3 separate regions of the Zea mays genome follow, and all the other regions are linked to region 2. A link is a contact called in public Hi-C data. All regions are on one chromosome and are shown on one strand. Each heading gives the region's core, a stretch centred on a gene start, on an enhancer-like site or on the middle of the called end of the contact. The rest is flanking DNA. Distances are from core to core; before and after follow the strand shown.

The links. Hi-C and Micro-C count contacts between places; a contact is called where the count stands out from the background.
Region 1: a Hi-C map of endosperm shows a contact between it and region 2, with 1.8 times the contacts expected there. The contact joins the promoter of LOC100275866 here to the promoter of LOC103651286 in region 2. A contact is called at or near these places in 5 of 25 Hi-C or Micro-C datasets (bundle sheath, ear, endosperm and 2 more).
Region 3: a Hi-C map of leaf shows a contact between it and region 2, with 6 times the contacts expected there. The contact joins the promoter of LOC100216945 here to the promoter of LOC103651286 in region 2. A contact is called at or near these places in 5 of 25 Hi-C or Micro-C datasets (bundle sheath, ear, leaf and 1 more).

Annotation. Positions count from the first base shown.
Region 1 is chr3:210,351,599-210,354,519 of Zm-B73-REFERENCE-NAM-5.0, forward strand. LOC100275866 (F-box/kelch-repeat protein) reads left to right here and starts at 1,409. Exons shown (of 1, transcript NM_001149835.2): 1 at 1,409-2,897. The coding sequence starts at 1,463. The coding sequence ends at 2,713.
Region 2 is chr3:210,601,439-210,604,520 of Zm-B73-REFERENCE-NAM-5.0, forward strand. It overlaps LOC103651286 (zinc finger MYM-type protein 1-like), which reads right to left and starts at 1,362. Exons shown (of 2, transcript XM_008676910.2): 1 at 99-1,362. It overlaps LOC103651287 (E3 ubiquitin-protein ligase At4g11680), which reads right to left. Exons shown (of 3, transcript XM_008676912.3): 1 at 3,059-3,082; 2 at 2,594-2,948; 3 at 1,688-2,181. The coding sequence ends at 2,038.
Region 3 is chr3:210,371,255-210,373,983 of Zm-B73-REFERENCE-NAM-5.0, forward strand. LOC100216945 reads right to left here and starts at 1,273. Exons shown (of 5, transcript NM_001143327.1): 1 at 946-1,273; 2 at 407-473; 3 at 1-314. The coding sequence starts at 1,065.

The DNA.
Region 1 (2,921 bases), core at 159-2,658, 250 kb before region 2:
GAAGGAGCTGTCGGAGAGCTTAAAATGTGATTTTTTTTTTCTCTCGCTAAAAACAGTTTTGTGATTGGTTTAGGGACTTCTTGAGATGCTTTAATAAATTATTAGTTAAGTTGAGTCAACTAATAAATTAATTGTTAGCTATGAAGTAGCTAATAATTAATTACGGTATTAGCTGACGATGTTTAAAACCTAACAACTAATTTTTATTGGCTAACTATTAGTTTTATAATTTCCGGTCTAAGAGCATCTCTAAGAGAGCCCAAAAACCCATCCTGATCCTTATTTTAGGATAAAAAGAAAAAAAATGATCCCAACAGTACCCTTTCAAGCATCCCTAAACCACCGCAGGCGAATAAATCCATGTATATGGCGCAAAACTTCGCCGTCGCCCGAGCTCCCTATAGAGCCTCGTACGTTGTTCCTGCGTCTGTTTCAGCATTTGGCGCCAGCCTGTGTCGAAGCCACAAGCGAGTTCGCGTGTTCACCAAGTCAACAAGCCATCGTCAGCATTGGTTTCTGTCCGCGGCCGCCACTCCGAAATCCACCGTTGATCTTTACGACAGGATTCTTGTGCATGCACGACGACGTCCGCACAACGTTTGGGGGCAGCATAGAGAGGTTTGAGATGGCAGCTACATACATCATTTGTGAGCCTTTATGGATTTAAATTTTGAGAAAATCTTGGGATCTTTTGGAGACGGTACCCATAGAATGAAATTAAGAGATATTGGGAGATCCTTATTCTCTTGTACGGGGAGATTAATTTTTGGGTTCTGTTGGAGATGCTCTAGAGCTCGCTGCGGACGAACGATCCAAGGGTCTGTTTGGTTAAGCTTTTTTCTGACCAGCTTTTCTGAAAATCTGGTTGTGGGGAGAATCTAAGTATCATTACGATTACGTGTGGAGTAAGATAAAATTATTCATAGGGTCCAGGATTTAGAAATTGATGAATTTCTACTATTACAACGACTCAACCGATTATGTGTTTATGTTGATTTTGGATAATTTTTGCCTCAACGAATTTTATAGAAGTTAGCTGAAAAGTTGAACGTTTAGCAGTCCGCAGAGCTAGCAGAAGCCGAAACAAACCGTGCCGAAGGCTCCGCTCCATTTGAGAATTCTATATACGTAGTAAAACGATAAGCCTTACGTCGCTTTTGTTCGAACGGACTAGCGATGTCTGCTTATTTGGCCCCTCGCACATCTCGACAGCTTTGCCCCTGCCGCCATGCCCTGCCCACCCTATCTCTGTACTACACTATCACCATTTCCATTTCATTGACCCCGGCGGCACGCGGCACCGGCACCGCTCGTGGTTTTCCAAAGCTGGCGCCCCCGCCGGCCCACTCCCACCCCCACGGCCCCACTCCGCTCTATTTATCCTTGGCCATCAGATCAGATCATCACAGCAACACAGCCCACTTGTGAGCTGTCTCCTAGCGAATCCTTGCGGGGGAAAGGAATGGGCGTCAGCGCTCGAGCTCACCATCCGAAGCACCGGTGCCACCAGGAGACGTGCGTGCCCGACGGCGCGTCGCTCGCGGCGATGTACCTCTACGGCGACGTGCTCGAGTCCGTGGTGGAGCGGGTGCCGGTGGCCGACCTCGCCGCCGCGGCGCGGGTCTCGCGGGAGTGGCTCCGCGCGGTGCGCGCCGCGCTGCGCCGCCGCCCGCTGCGGCTGCCCTGGCTCGTCGTGCACCTCCAGGGCCGCGGGGGCCTCCGGTGCGCCGCGGCGTACGACCCGTGCTCGGGCGCCTGGCTCGCCGTGCCGGCGCCGCGCCACGCCACGCCGTCGCACGTCCGCCTCCTGCGCGGCGCGCGCGGGGACCGCGTCTGCGCGCTCTCGCTCTCGGGGCTCGCCGTCGCGGCCGATCCGCTCGGCACGGCCGGATGCGTCGCGTTGGATGCCCCCGGCGTGTGGCGCATCGACCCGGTGTTGGCCGCGGTGGGCGACCGCGTCGTCGCGCTCGGCGGCGCGTGCCGGCTGGCGCTGGCCGAGGGCGGCAACGCCGCCGCGGTCGAGGTCCACGAGGATGGCGGGTGGACCGCCTGCGATCCGATGCCGGACGCGCTCAGGGACTCAGCCGCCGCGACGTGGCTCTCCACGGCCGCCACGGACCAGCGGGTGTACCTCGTGGAGAGGACCACCGGGTGGGCGAGCTGGTTCGACCCGGCGAACCGGCGGTGGGGCCCCACCCGTCGTCTCGGCCCCGACGCCGCCGTTACCACGTGGGGCGTCGCGCCCGGCCGCGCCGGCGCCGAGGACCGCCTCCTTCTGTTCGGGGCTAAGCGGGCAGACAAGGAGGCAGAGTGCACGGTCGTCGTCCAGGCATGGGAGGTGGACGGCGACACTCTGGAACAGAGCCCCTCCGCATCCAGCGATGCGATGCCGCCGGAGCTGTCCGAGAGGCTGTTTCGTCGTGACGACACTGATGACGACGACGACGAAGAGGAACTGGACGACATGACGTTGTCGATCGGGGTGTGCGGCAACGCCGCGGGCGGGTACGTGTACAATGCGGCCGAGCCGGCGAACGGCGCGGTGCTCTACGAGCTGTGGGAGGAGGGGAACGCCATCGCCGTGGCCCGGTGGGACTGGGTGCCCTGCGCACCAGCTGTGCAGGCCCAGCCGCTGGGCCGTGCCATCCTGGGCTGCTCGCCGGTGGGGCTGGATGAGCTGGCGTTGGCCGTTGCTGCAAGGGGCCCACGCTGAACTCACGGCGGCGACACACCAAATCAAGTGGAGCAACCGCTGTTTGCCACTTGCAAGTCAAGTCGTGAAAGACAAAAAGATATTCTTGTATGGTGTGCCACTCTTGCTGTTTGGTTAGCTTTAATCCGAAACGTTTCTATTCCAGTAGCATTTTATCTTTATAAATTACAGCTTCAGCGGTCGCAACAGCTAGATTTTGTAAATCATC
Region 2 (3,082 bases), core at 112-2,611:
TGAAACTACTAGAAAAAGGCTAAATTGAAAATTCTGGACGTCATGTCCCTATCATACAGAACACAACCAATCCAAAAGCAGAGCAGGCAACCACTCACCAGCAGCAATCGAAGAGCAGAGCAGGCACCCGCTCGGCCGCTCGCCACAGCACTACAGCCGCGCGCTCGTCAGGAACAGGAAGCCAGGTGCTCGTCAGGAACAGAAAGCCAGGCCACCTGCAGACAGCCGTCCAACCGCGCAACGCGCGCTCGCCAGCCAGGTTGAGGTCGCCAGTCGCCAGTCGCCAGGAACAGCCGCACTCGTGATTCTGGGAACTGGAAGCTGAAGGATCGGGAAGTTGAAACGGCCTTCAGCGCTCGGCAGATGAACGGGTGGGGTCTCCGATGGGCCTGGCTTAGGGTGTGCCAGGGCCCACCCGGACCCCCCTGTGGGTCCGCCCCTGCTGCTGAGTATATCCTAACAAGAACAAAACAGTTTACTTCAACTTAAATATTCATGTAAGGATCTAGAGGTACGATCTAGAGGTACTGTGTACTCTAAATAGTTTTTATAGTGAATCCTAGAGCATCTTCAACAAAAAGCCCTATGTTTAAGTCATAAAAATTAAAACATGACCTGAGTAGGGACACCAAAATAATTGTAGCTCTAACAGTTAAGTCCAATATCATGTTATTAAAAAATAGGCCATGCTATTTAAAAAATAAAGCTAGAAAGTGTACAAAATGGGATCAAGTTCTAGCATATGTGGTCTTATATTTATGACTCGAGAGTCTGAGTTCTATAATTGTTAATATTAATAAATTTTGATGAGTCTATTTGACGTTAGTCCTATATTTTAAAATACAATCTTGTTCAGGACTCATGTTAAAGATGCTCGTAGACTACAATTGTTCTACGACAAATTCCAACTAAATTCACTCTTAGTTTGTCTCCAGCAGTTATTTTATGTCGTCTTCTGTTTTATCCTTTATTTTAAACTTCGATGTGTATGCAGACGCAAATCTCTATTGTACTCGATTACTGAGGATAGCAAAGTGCGCTATCTCCACGGCATGAGCAGTCAAATTAAAAAGGCTTGAATGCATGTAGTCTTGTTGGGCTAGGTCATACTCGGCACCAAAATCCGACCGAGCACGGAAACGGGCCAAGCCAGGCCTAATCCCAAAGTCGACAGGAGCGATCAGGCCTCGACTCTAAAACTAGTTCAGGCCTTTGAATCGCGTCAAATCTTGTCGGGCGCGACTGAGTTCTCGATATGCTCTAACGTACTGGACACTTGTACATTTGACTCGACAGGTGAGAGGAGAGGGCCTGTTTGGTTCAGCTTTTTTCTGACCAGCTTTTCCGAGAATCTAGCTGTGGGGAAAATCTGGCTGTGTTGAGAATCTGAGTATCATTAAGATTACGTTTGAAGGAAGATAAAGTTGTCCATAGGGCTCAGGATCTATAAAGTGACGGATAACTACTATTACGATGACTCAACCGATTATATATTTATGTTGATTTTGAATGGTTTTTACCCAAACGAATTTTATAGAAGCTGACTGAAAAGCTGAGTGTTTGGCCGTTTGCAGCAACTTTTGGTGGCCAGAAGCTACGAAAAGCCGAAACAAACGGGGACATAGCAGCGCAAATGCTCAAGTCCCAACAAAGAAAACACGGTACACTGCGCCATTTGATCTCCAGCTAGCACAAAGAAAAGTATGCATTCAGTCTTGAATGAAGCAAGGGCGCACAACACATTGTTACATACATAAAAAAAAAGAGACCTTTTTGTTTACACAATTCCCATTTGATCTAGTCTAGACAAAAAAAAAAGGTACCGAATTCACCTGCCGCCTGCTGCACATCATTTGTCAGCGTCTACTAGAGGTCAGCACGGGCCCGCCGAGAGATCCTCGCGAGAGGTGCGACGCACGCATCGTCCGGCGGTCGTCGTGGTATATATGTAGTAGGTGTGGCTGATCGGCAGGCGCAGTCAGAGTAAGGGAGGGAGAATACACCCACATCTCTCTGTAGGAGCGGAGTAGGCATCAGTCACTTGAGCTCTTGCTTGCAGAGAGGGCAAGAGGAGATGATCCTGAGCCACCTGTCCACGCACTTGAGGTGGAACACGTGCGTGCACGGCAGCTGCCGAACCTCCTCCTTCTCCCCGTACTGCGCAAGGCAGATGCAGCACTCCTACAGTTGCAGTTTCAGACATGGGTTTTACAAGACTGCTATGCTAGCTGCGTGATTTCAAGCAGTTCAGATCACAGTTTCAACATGACAGCGATCATGGTATCAAAAAAAGCACAGTTTGGACTTGTTATATTTAGTGTACCATCCAAAAAAAGGTAGCACGTTCTAGTTTCGTACTCGCACGTTTCCACTTTCGCGCTACCCCTATTCCGGCCTGCGGTACTTGAGTCCACCAATCATTTGTTCTTTGCCGAATTTCTTCCTGGCCTCCCTTTTTTCTAACTGTTTTTTTAATATTTTCTGCTAATATAATTGATGCGGTAGTTTAATAGTTGCTGTGATCATTAATTTGTGCGTGCAGCGTGTCTGTGCATAACTGCATACGCAACAGAAACGGATTCAAGTTACTCGCCTGGTCATCGCGCTCCCGGTCCCTTGCCACGTCGGGCTCCTTGAACCGCCACCGCGGCAGCGCGGCGAGCTGCTCGTCGGAGGCGCCGCGGCCGACGGAGGCCGAGTTCATGTTGTAGCCGAGCGCGTAGCCGACCGCGGGCACGAAGCAGCAGAGCAGGAGGAAGAGGAGGAACGGGAGCGAGTAGACGACGGCGTTCCAGGCCAGCAGGCTGACGCAGAGCGCGTACAGCCTCGGCGCGCGCTGGAACGACCCCAGCCGCGCGTCGAACACCCACACGTTGCCCATCACGAACCACATCGCGAAGAAGAGCTCCAGGAACGCCCGCGCCTTGTTCATCAGATACGACCTGTTCCTGCATGATCGATCATCCACCCGACAAATTAAGGAGGCTGTCCGTTCCGCCTTCCGGTATCGATCTAGTTTCACCGTCGACGCAAGCAGCGACTCAAACTGTACTCGTACCCCGGAGCGTCATTGGCGCCGTGC
Region 3 (2,729 bases), core at 23-2,522, 230 kb before region 2:
CACGAGAATAGTAGGGCCAATAAACCAAACTAATCGAGATGCTTCCTTGCCAGGATGTGGCACGCTCTCCACAGTTGACTTTCGGAAGGTGCTTTCTTGAAAAGAGATGAATCCTGGTTTTCCAGCACCTCTGCCAGCGAAGTAGGAGTTTTCAGATGCAGGGGTAACTTTAGTACCACTTTCTGCCTCATGCAAAACCGGCATGTCTGAGTAACGTGAAACGACCGGCTCCTGCTTGTCCGTAGCAGCAAAGCATATAGTCCTCTTAATATGAAATCGTCCATCATGGTCGCCAGTGCTGCTAAAAACTTGAGCTGCTAGCGTGGAGTAAAAGATCAGCACAAACTGCTACTCTAATTCAACAAAGTTCTTCTGGAAAAGCATATTGAGAATGTAAATTACTTACCTTTTAGAGTACCGAAATGCTGCATCGTGCTTCCATTGACTCTCTGAACTGGAAATGACCTCCCAAACTGAGATATATAAGCCATGCCAGCGCACTAGTCAATACAACAAAATCGAACAATTTTAAGCATATCTACGAGCTAATATCGTGCAGAAATACACTATGTGAAGTATAGGTAGGCACTTGTGACTGGGGGCATGTAAAGAAAAATCAATCTGAGCCTAGGCCAGCCAAGTTAAGTCCTTGAGGGGAATTTGGGTGCCTATTCTTTATATGATTAGAAAGGCAACTAGTTACTGCCGAGCTTTTTAAAGCAAATTCCGAATGTTATATCTCAGAACTTCCATGAAAAAACCCATTGGCACATGGCCACCGCACCAAGACAGATTCGAGTCTTCCATTCGACTAGATCATGTGCATAGGGAAGATGGATTGGGAAAATCAAATAAACAAAACCCTGCCAAATTCCCAACTAAACAAGCAACATTTAGAGGGAAATTTCTAGGTGCATAAGGAGGGGAGGAGGGGAGAGGAATTGCCTTGAAACAGGAGTGAGAGAAGGAGCCGAAGCGACAGCGAGGAGGGGCGGAGGAGGAGGTCGCCGACGTAGAGGCGGCTCTCGGGCGGAGCCGGAGGGCGGGGCTTGCCACGGCGGCCATCGGCTTCCGCCTTCCTCTGTGTTATCTGCAGAGTGCAGACTGCAGTAGTGGCCTAGTGGGCAACCGGGGCGCACAGTTCGGCGGCCGATGGGACGGGCACCGGCGCCCCGCAGTCGCAGTATCGCAGAGGCGCACACCACAGAGCTAGGGCCTGGAGGACGCCTCGCCTGGTCCGTTTGGTGGTGTGATGGGGAGCACCGGGAGCACCGGCCGCACAAGAACACGACTACACGCCGCGCTGTCATGGTGTATTCGAACCGGAGGCCTTGACTGGGCTGAGAACGAGCCTTGGTGTTGGTGGGATGTAAGGGTGCGTTTGGTTGAATGTACAAAGAGAGATAGAATGAGGCGACCATGTTTTCTATAGTGTTTGGTTGAGAGTCAAGCGGGGGCGAGGTGGACACCGGAGTGATTTTTGGGGCGGCGTGATCCCAAAAAATCGAGGGGACGGTGGCGCCCCCGACTCATCCTACTTTGACCTCAAACCAAACACACCCTAAAGCTGGACTAGAATAGGGCAGCGCCCTACCGGGCGCTACAGTTATTGTAGCACAGTCGTACACTAAAAAATCGTTCGAGTGGCATATGTTGCTGTAAAGCAAGCTACATATCTACGATAGTCAAGTTCACAGTTACAAAATATAATATACATCAAAGTCGTTATAGGTTACTGGTTACATAAATGTATGAGCATCACAGTTTGCAGCCTTGTAGCATGAATATAGAAGGACCAAAATAACATGTGATGCGATCCACAAACGCAAAATACACAAGAGCGGGTTGTGGTTGTGCAGTCACTGACTACGGCTAGGCCTAGTGGGTAACAGCACGCACTGACTACTGCATAGAATTTCAACCCAATGTGCATACATATAAATAAAGATGCAATACTCCTATTGTCAGAAGTTACTTGTTCTGTCAGTTTTAGCAACTCATCTGCTAGTGAATTCTGAATAGATTCCAATGAGGCCTGAAACTCACCAGCATTATTTCCAAAAAGGCAGCCCATATGAGATCAGAGTAACAAATGATAAATGAAAATGAAGTAATGATTTTGAGTGACTGTTGTCCTAATGAATACTATAATAGAAGTATGAAAGGAATAACATAACCTGAAAGATTGCCAGCAGCCTAGCATATAACCTGAAAGGTTGCCAGCAGCCTAGCATAAATAACCTTATACAAGCTTTCAGGTTATGTTATTCCTTTCAGCCTAGCATAAATATAGCAACTCATCGCTGCAGCTCCTCGCCTTATGTTTTAAATATTCCAAACTTCTATAGCGGAAGACAGTTGTGCTGTGCCCGTGGGAGCAGCTGCTCTGTGGCACAACCGTAGAGCCAGAGGCAAGGAGCACCAGCGATTCAGATTCAGCTCTTCTGAGGCCAGACAGACAAGTCACCAGCTCTTCTGAGGAGCTGCAGTACTTAGAATGAAGCATCATGATCTAGCGATGACCTGTAAACACTAATTAGTGTGAGAACATTAAAGCATGTATTGAGCTAAATTTGAGAAGCCACAATACTCTTGAGGAGCTTCTTTCTAAAGGGCGAGCTAAAATTATCTATCCTGAACATGACTTCCTTAGGTAAAGGTGTATGCTGGATTTATTGGTACCAATCACATAGAAAACATGAAGGCTCACTTCACAATTTTACTCACTT